Linked DNA regions of Dromaius novaehollandiae: region 2 is linked to region 1. A link is a contact called in public Hi-C data. All regions are on one chromosome and are shown on one strand. The core of a region is the stretch at or near the end of the contact, and the rest is flanking DNA. Distances in the headings are between cores, read along the strand shown. Region 1 holds the start of AURKAIP1 (aurora kinase A interacting protein 1). Region 2 holds the start of INTS11 (integrator complex subunit 11).

Region 1 (3,794 bases), core at 925-3,424:
CATGAAACTCAACAAAAGGTATGCTGGTCTCTACATGGTAATGCTAGTCAGTGAGAGGTGCAGTTTAGTTTTGGCACATCCAGAGACTGAGTTGGTATAAATAGACAAGAGTAGGCATACAGTTTCTCCTACAGCACCTACTCATAAGCTATTAATACTAGTGTTTTCCCTGTTCAGAATAATGATGGGTCTCTCCTGGAACCATCTCAACTAGAGTTTAAAAACTGTATGTTAGATCCAGGGGCTGGTTCCTCTTCACTTACAAAACCAAAGTGGGCCTCTCTTTCTCTACAGAAGTTATTGATCTGACCTCAGAGTTAGGCCAGTATAGGGTGTCAGATTTCAGTATGCTGGAGACACTTCTCTGGAAAAGGTCCTTTAGTTTGTGTTTGCAGGTAGAGGCAGAGATCAAGAGCAACTCTTGTACAATATAGTCTTATAGGCTAAGTGAGCCAAGGCTGAAATTGCCCTGCCCTAAATTAAATGAATTTGGCACTTCTGTAAACTCCTCAGCAGGCTCGCTGAGTGTCCCCAGGTTGGCTGCACAAGACACTTCCTTTGTTCCTAGCAGGTGACTAACACCCTGGTATGGGGGTGGGAATGCGGTTCTGTACATAAACTTCTGAAGTGTCTTCAATAAAGTCTTGTTTAAACAAAGTGTCTGTTTACTGAACTGCTTGAGCTAATTTCTGTCTGTAGCTTTCTTTCCCTGACTAGAGAGCTGTACCGCTACCTTTCTGGGAGCAACTCTAGACATTGCTGTCTTCTTCAGACTAGATGGGTTTAATATGGTGGGTCTGCCTGAAAATGAGACCGACCTTTGCTGTGTTCTGAAATACTGATCACCGCTGGTGAAAGATCCCTGTGCTCTGGCTGAGGTAGGGATGAAAGCAAAATGTTCTTTGAAATATGGGATTGGCTCGAACATGGATTCCTCAGGTCAGCTGATGAGGCACTTCCATGCTGTGGCAAGATGGTGGGTTCCTGTACCAAGTAAGGAAAGACAAACAGCAGCAAGGTTGGTGGGAGAGGCAGGTGTGGTCGTTCCTGGACAGCAGCCACTGTGAGACTTGCCCGCTGATGCATCTGAGGGTGCGTAAGGGAAAAGTGCCTAACTACCTTCTGCAATCCCTGAATTGACAGGGATGTGAAATTTTATTGTAACAACAGTTTGTTACATTACATTGCTGTGTTCTGACATTTTTAGCTATGTGCTGCTGTGACTGAACAGATGAAAAAAGTTGAGCTTTTTCTATCTGCTGAGAGCCATTGACTTTCCATCCTGAAGTGCAACTATAGCAGCAGTACAAATCTGCTAGGTTGAAATATTTGATATTTAGTTTGAATCAAACAGATGCTGGGTGGAGAAAGGGAACTGGTGTACCTGCTGCAGTCAGCCGAGATGAGTGCCAAAGGACACAAGCCCTACTCCACAGTACAGCTGTGTGAGAGCAGGAGAGAAGTAGTAGCTGAGGGGAACACATGACCTATTTGCAAAAGCCTTTGCTCAGATGTATGAGAATTGTTTCCTCCCCTAGACAGTCCAGCTCAAAACTAAGTCCAAACCTGGAGCCCTGTGCTTCCCCGGCCCCTCTATTGCAAGGAAATGCAATGCCCTGTTTGCTAACAGACTCAGCAGGGTGCAGGGCCTGGAGAGTTTGCTGCCCAACTGACTCAGAGGAGGGTGAGGGCAGTCAGCTCATGGCTGGCCTGGCCTGCAGTGCCGCTATGCTCCAATGTGTTCAGAGCCTGCTTTGTAGCCCAGGCTGTCAATACAGACGCTCTTTCTGAGCAAGGGGAGTGCTACCTGCAAGTAGCTTTATCTCACAGCTGTTTACCTATGTCAGTCTAAATTACCACCTGCAGGAACAAAGTGTCTTCCAAAAGCCATCCTCTTCCAGCCCTTCAGGAGAGGGGAAAAATCTGATCTGGGCCACAAGTGCTTGAAAAGAGAGGAGATTCGGATAGCATCTCCTCAGGTACTGTCTCCCTGCCTTAGCTCCTGTGATCTGTGCTTTTCTGCTTGGAAAGAGGCAGACAAACTGCAAGGGCTGAGGAGCAAAGGGGACAGTCTGGTTCACCCCAGAGCCTGGAAGAAGCGGAGGAGATTGGGAGCTGGCTGCTGAACCGGGGCGGGGGGGCTCCTTCCCCTGAACGGCTGGTGGCGCTGCTCCTTGCCGCGCCTCCTACCGTCTCTGCAGCCGCGGGCCCCGGGCGGCCCTGGCGCCAGCAAGGAAGCTGGCGGCTGCCGCAGGGAGCCGGGCCCGCGGCGGCGTCCCCGGCCCGCGGCGCCGCGGAGCCCCGGCGGCCTCGTCGCGACAGGGCCGGCGGGCGCCGGCTGGGGCCGCTGTGCTGACGGCGCGCGGAGTCTCGGGAGCGGCGGCGGCCGGAAGCTCGGAGGAAGAGGTGGGCGGACGGGTAGGGATGGTGAGTGATGGCGGAGGCCGGCGGGGCTGGAGCCGGGGCCGGGGCCGGGGCCGGGGCCGGGGCCGGGGCCTGTGCCCTGCGCCCTGCGCCCTGCGAGGGGCGGGGGTGCTGTCAGGATCCCCAGTCGCTTCCAGTATGCGTTGGCCTTCGAGGTGGAGGGAGCTGTGGGGGCTTCATTGGCTGGGCTGGGGAGAGGGCGGCCGTCCGCCATCACAGCGCGGGGCTGTGAGCCGGTTCTTGTCAGTCACGTCCCTGCGTTAAGCCGTGCTGCTCTTTCTGATGACCTGAGGTAGCAGATGGCTTTTGGGACACTCCAGTTCCTGCTGTGGAAACAGCGTGTTACTACAGGGCTGGGCAGAAATATGCAAGTGGGACTTGGGCCTGAAGTTGCCTTATTTTTAAACTCGAAGCAGTGGAAACTATTAATCATCTGTGAAGCAGCTATGGGGCTGTAAGTACTTGTGGGCCAGCCCCCTACAGCAGAATACAGCCGTGTGTTGGTCAAACAAGAAGGATGTTTAGAGCATCTCAGCCCATCTGTTTGGGGTTTTGAGTTAAATTTAGAGGATTCTTTTTGAATTGTCAGAAGTAGCATGTTTGCTACATAGAATAAATGTGCTTATTTTAACAGTCACTACTGAATCTAGAAGAGTGAAGAAGGTGAAAAAAATATGTTAGTATCACAACTGACTTCCCAGTTAGCGAAGGCTTCACGAATTGCAGGTAAATAGATACTGAGCAACCTACTTTTCTGTTTTTTTCTGGGATAATTAAGCTCCCAGAAGTTCCTTTTCTATCAAGCAATGCAAGAGTGGTCAAGTTGTTGATTCAGTCTTGGGATGTTACTAAGTCTCTCGTCTTGTCTGTTGTTATTGTGTAGCTCTGTTTTAACTTCCGTTAAACTTATGAGGAGGTTCCTTGGCAGCAGAAGGGTTTAATACAGAGAACTGTTTGCAGTCTTTTCAAATTGCACTTTCCTTACACTTCTTATACAGTAAAATTTTCAATAACATAATTCTAGCAGATAGACTTATGGTAATGTAAGTAGAAAAGACTTACTTGATTTTATGGAGAGAAAACGATTGCTTGTAAGCAGCTTCCTTTATTAGATTATCTTGGTTCTAGAGCGGGGCAGTGCTTATGTTAAGATAATGTTTGAAAATTCTGCCTCTTAAATGAAACTCTTTTCTTCTCAAAGGACACCTTTTGCCAAGGTCAGTCTCTTCCATTCTTTGCTCTCATTCTACATCTGCGAAGTATAGCACTCAGCCATCTAATAAGAATGGAGCCCAACCTCAGCGGTGGTATGCGCTGGACCCTGAACTGGAAGAGATGCTGGTCCCCAGAAAACTATCCATCAGCCCTTT
Region 2 (3,654 bases), core at 187-2,686, 200 kb after region 1:
AAGCATAACAGAGAGCAAAAGGTCAGATCTATTCAGGGGGACAGCTTGTAAACAAAGTGGCAAAGTGAGCTCACATGTAGTGTAAACATGTTCAGAATACCACATCAGGAAGTTATACCCTGAATTTTAATGCGTGAATTTTAGTCACGTGAGATCCTAACTATTGATGTAAATGCACAGAAGTTGCTAGAGTAGCTCAGTTTGGCTTAAAAAAAGAAACCAACCAACTTCTAAAAAACCTAGCTACAGTTTTGAAGGTGAATCCAGGAGAAGGGAGAAAAGAAACCCCTTTAAGCAAACTATTAGATTTCTGTCTTCCTGCAGAGCTCAGGCAAAGATGCGTGTGTGTGAGTGTGTGTATATTTTTTTTTCTTATGAAGTGAGGCATCTTGAATAGGTGTGCCAGTTTGTTACCTCTACATTGGAAAAGGAAAGGAAGAGTGCCACAGGGTCAGGGAATCAGTTAAGGTATGTATGAAAACAGTTTTCACTTCTGTCACAGTTCATTTCTGTCAGGATGTGGAGTTGCTTTTTAATGTCCATTCCATCAAGGGAGGTCAAGCAGCTTATGCTGGGCATAGAGCTCCTCAGTGATCCCATAGACATTGCAGATATGGGGTAAGGCATCACCCAGCATAACAACAGCCTCCTCAGGGGTGCCCACATTCATGATTTCAAGGAATGCATTTCGAGAAGGTAAAGCACGGAAGGCCACAGTAGCAGCCTTGCGAATAATCCAGGGGTGGTAGTTAGCCAGAGAAGCATTGTAAGAGTCTGTGCATATCACAGATGTCTTGGAGTCTTCCTGGCCAGTTCTCAGCCCCTCCAGGAACATCTGCAGCCAGTGCAGGGCTCTGTGGAGGCGTAGCACGGTCCGGCAACCAGAGTCAGGGTGCTCTGACCGCTTCTGGGTATCTACTAGCCCGTTGGCCACCTCGTACTGCACCATGGACTGGAGTGTCAGGTACTTCTCCTGCTGCTCGCCGCTGCAGTAGTTCTCCATTATCTGTATTTTGGCCAGCGCGTCCTTGGAAACAAAGGAGAAGATGGCGCCCAGGCTGTTCAGGAACCTGTGTGTGGGAGAGACCGGCTCGCGTTAGCGGCGGCGGCCCCGGCGGCCAGACTCGCACCCTCTCAGGGCGGAGGGTGCCGCCGAGGGCAGCGGCCGCCCGCAGTCACTCACCGGATGAGCCCCCTCCAGCCGCGCAGGTAGGGGCCGAGGAGCACCTCCCGCTGCTCCGTGACACACGTATGAAAGGTGACGAGGACCTCCCTGAGGCAGAAGGCGCCCTGCTCTCCCGCCATCGCCCCGCTGGGCCCGGGGACGACGGCACCGCCTCCCGCAGGCGCCGGGCAGTGCGTCACTCGCCGCCCGACCAATCCTCGGGCAGGAGGGCGGGACGGTGGGGCGCGTCGCGGGGCTCTATTGGCCACAGCGCGAGTGGTGTTGCGTCCCGTTCCTGCGTCAGTCTGGTTCCGGGCAGGGCGGGCTGCCGCGCATGCGCGGAGGCGTCGCGAAGCGCGGGTGGCGGGGCGGTGAGAGACGTTGGAACGGTGTGGGGCCGCGGTGCGAGGAAGGGGAAGGGGGGGGGGAGGGGAGGGGAGGGGTGGGGGGGGGGGGTGTGAGGGGTGAGTGTGCGCTCTGGGGTGCCCGGTGAGTGGGGCGGCCTGAGGACTCTTGGGGGTGCTGGGGCCGGCCCTGTTCGGGTCGCCGGGCAGCTGCTGACAGCAGGTGTTGGCCTGATGAGAGCGGTGTCACCGCTGGTCGCTGTTGGGGAGCAGGATGCAGGCTAGCAGGCTCACCGAAGTTGTTTCTAGAGGGCATTGGACGGCACGAGGGAGTAATGCCAGCCTGAAGGCTGGCCGCTCCTCAGGTAGGGAGCAGGAGCCCTTTCCTCACAGCAGCCTTCCGATGGGCATCGAGCCTATGAAAGCCCTTAGCGTTTGCTGTCTCCAGGGCATAAGTGGTGCCTGGCTTCTGACACTGAGATGGTCTGAAGATTAAAGGTGATCTCAACACAAAGGAATTGATACGTGCTTTCAAGGAGCGTAAAAAAACGTGACTATTATTACTGAAGCCAAACAGACATGAATTTCTAGGAGAAGCTAGTAATGCGTGCATTTATCTCATGTGTGTTGTCTGTCTGTCTTTCCTCTAGGAAGAAATGAGGCCTCAGCTGAAGTTTTCTATCTGATACTGAAAAAGAAATGTAGTGGTGGCTGTGAATAAAGGCTAAATCTTCTCTTGACTTTATGGCCCTCATGAAACTATCTCTGAAAGAATTTATCGTATTGCTTGAAATCTAGAGTTTGTTAAAATGCCTGAAATAAAAGTCACTCCCTTGGGTAAGTCCAAACCTAAAATGGTCTTAAAATAGAAATGCTGAAAAGCTTTGTATGCTGTGATTTCCTTGAAAAGAAACAAGTTAGAATTGAAATTTAGAGCTAGAAATAACATATTTTAGTCTGCTGGGGATATATGTGCCTTTCCCTGCCACAAAAACTAGTCATAGTGGTATACTTAAGTATGTTATGTTTGGGCAGCCTAGAGGTGTCATTGTCCTCGTTTTGCTGTTCAAACAAGTATGACTCAAATAGAGTCTGCAAACCCTATCTTTAAATGAAAAGATTCATTAATAGATATTGGTGGTAAAGGGCTTGTAGAGCATATATAGTACTATGGAGGTCTTTTGTTATTTATTGTAGTATTGTACAGGATGGATAGAGCGTTAGTAAACTTAATGGAGCTAGAGTTCCGTGGAAAGCAAATTTTTCATTATTTTGTGAGTTGCACAGAAGCTGTTGACATGCATTTAAGTGCTGAGAGGGCAGCGGATGTTCCAAGCAGAACTGCTCTATCCTAGTCAGTAGTTTTCTGGCTTAGAACAGACTTCCTGATGCCTTATGGAAATCTGTGCTTTCACTGAGAGGCAGAGTATTTGGGGTGGGCCACAACCCTGGGAACTTTGCATTCCATGTGATTAACTCTTTGCCATTGGGCTAGCCATTTCCTGTAGCTCAGAACAAATAGGTCTATTTGGGTATTTTCAGGCAGTTAAGAGATTATTTTGCTCTTACTTAAAACTGCTTTGAAACTATGTAGCTGCTATTGCACAGTACTGGGTAGAAAACAAATGTACCCTGCATCTGAACTTCTTATGGGCTTGGACTCAGTGCTGTACTAAGCGCAGTTGTGTAACTGGAGCTGGGAGGCACTCTCATAAGCTTAGGGAATGGGGTAAGTGAGCTTACATCTGCTTCCCTCTAGCAGATCCACTTGCTTGAAAGAAAGGATGTGGTCTTCTCCTGCACTGGAAGGGAGTTAGGGCTATAGAACGGAGTTTGTAGAGACCTTTCAATGCTTCTTGTTTGAAGTGACTGCAAGTATTGCTAGAGATGCCTTGCTTGTCTTCTTTCCTTTGGGTCCAGGGGCTGGCCAGGATGTGGGGCGCAGCTGCATCCTTGTGTCCATCGCAGGGAAAAATGTTATGCTTGACTGTGGGATGCACATGGGCTACAATGATGATGTGAGTATGGTATGGAAGCCTGGATGTTGAATGGAGATGTTTTTAAGGCATATCTGCCTGGCCTTTCCCAGCAGAGCTCCTGGTTCATTGTCCTGGCCTATTCACCTTCACCTTTGAATGTTGCCTG

What was found. A called contact is a pair of places that touch in the nucleus more often than the background predicts.
Region 2: a Hi-C map of brain shows a contact between it and region 1, with 2.6 times the contacts expected there. The contact joins the promoter of INTS11 here to the promoter of AURKAIP1 in region 1. A contact is called at or near these places in 2 of 4 Hi-C or Micro-C datasets (brain and ovary).

What each region holds. Positions count from the first base shown.
Region 1 is chr24:3,598,085-3,601,878 of bDroNov1.hap1, forward strand. It overlaps AURKAIP1 (aurora kinase A interacting protein 1), which reads left to right and starts at 2,175. Exons shown (of 4, transcript XM_026100667.2): 1 at 2,175-2,406; 2 at 3,059-3,150; 3 at 3,626-3,794. The coding sequence starts at 3,099. LOC112983494 (a long non-coding RNA gene) reads left to right here. Exons shown (of 3, transcript XR_010392760.1): 3 at 1-627.
Region 2 is chr24:3,800,615-3,804,268 of bDroNov1.hap1, forward strand. It overlaps INTS11 (integrator complex subunit 11), which reads left to right and starts at 1,437. Exons shown (of 18, transcript XM_026100639.2): 1 at 1,437-1,536; 2 at 2,160-2,346; 3 at 3,430-3,527. The coding sequence starts at 2,319. It overlaps CPTP (ceramide-1-phosphate transfer protein), which reads right to left and starts at 1,372. Exons shown (of 2, transcript XM_026100664.2): 1 at 1,184-1,372; 2 at 1-1,070. The coding sequence starts at 1,305. The coding sequence ends at 548.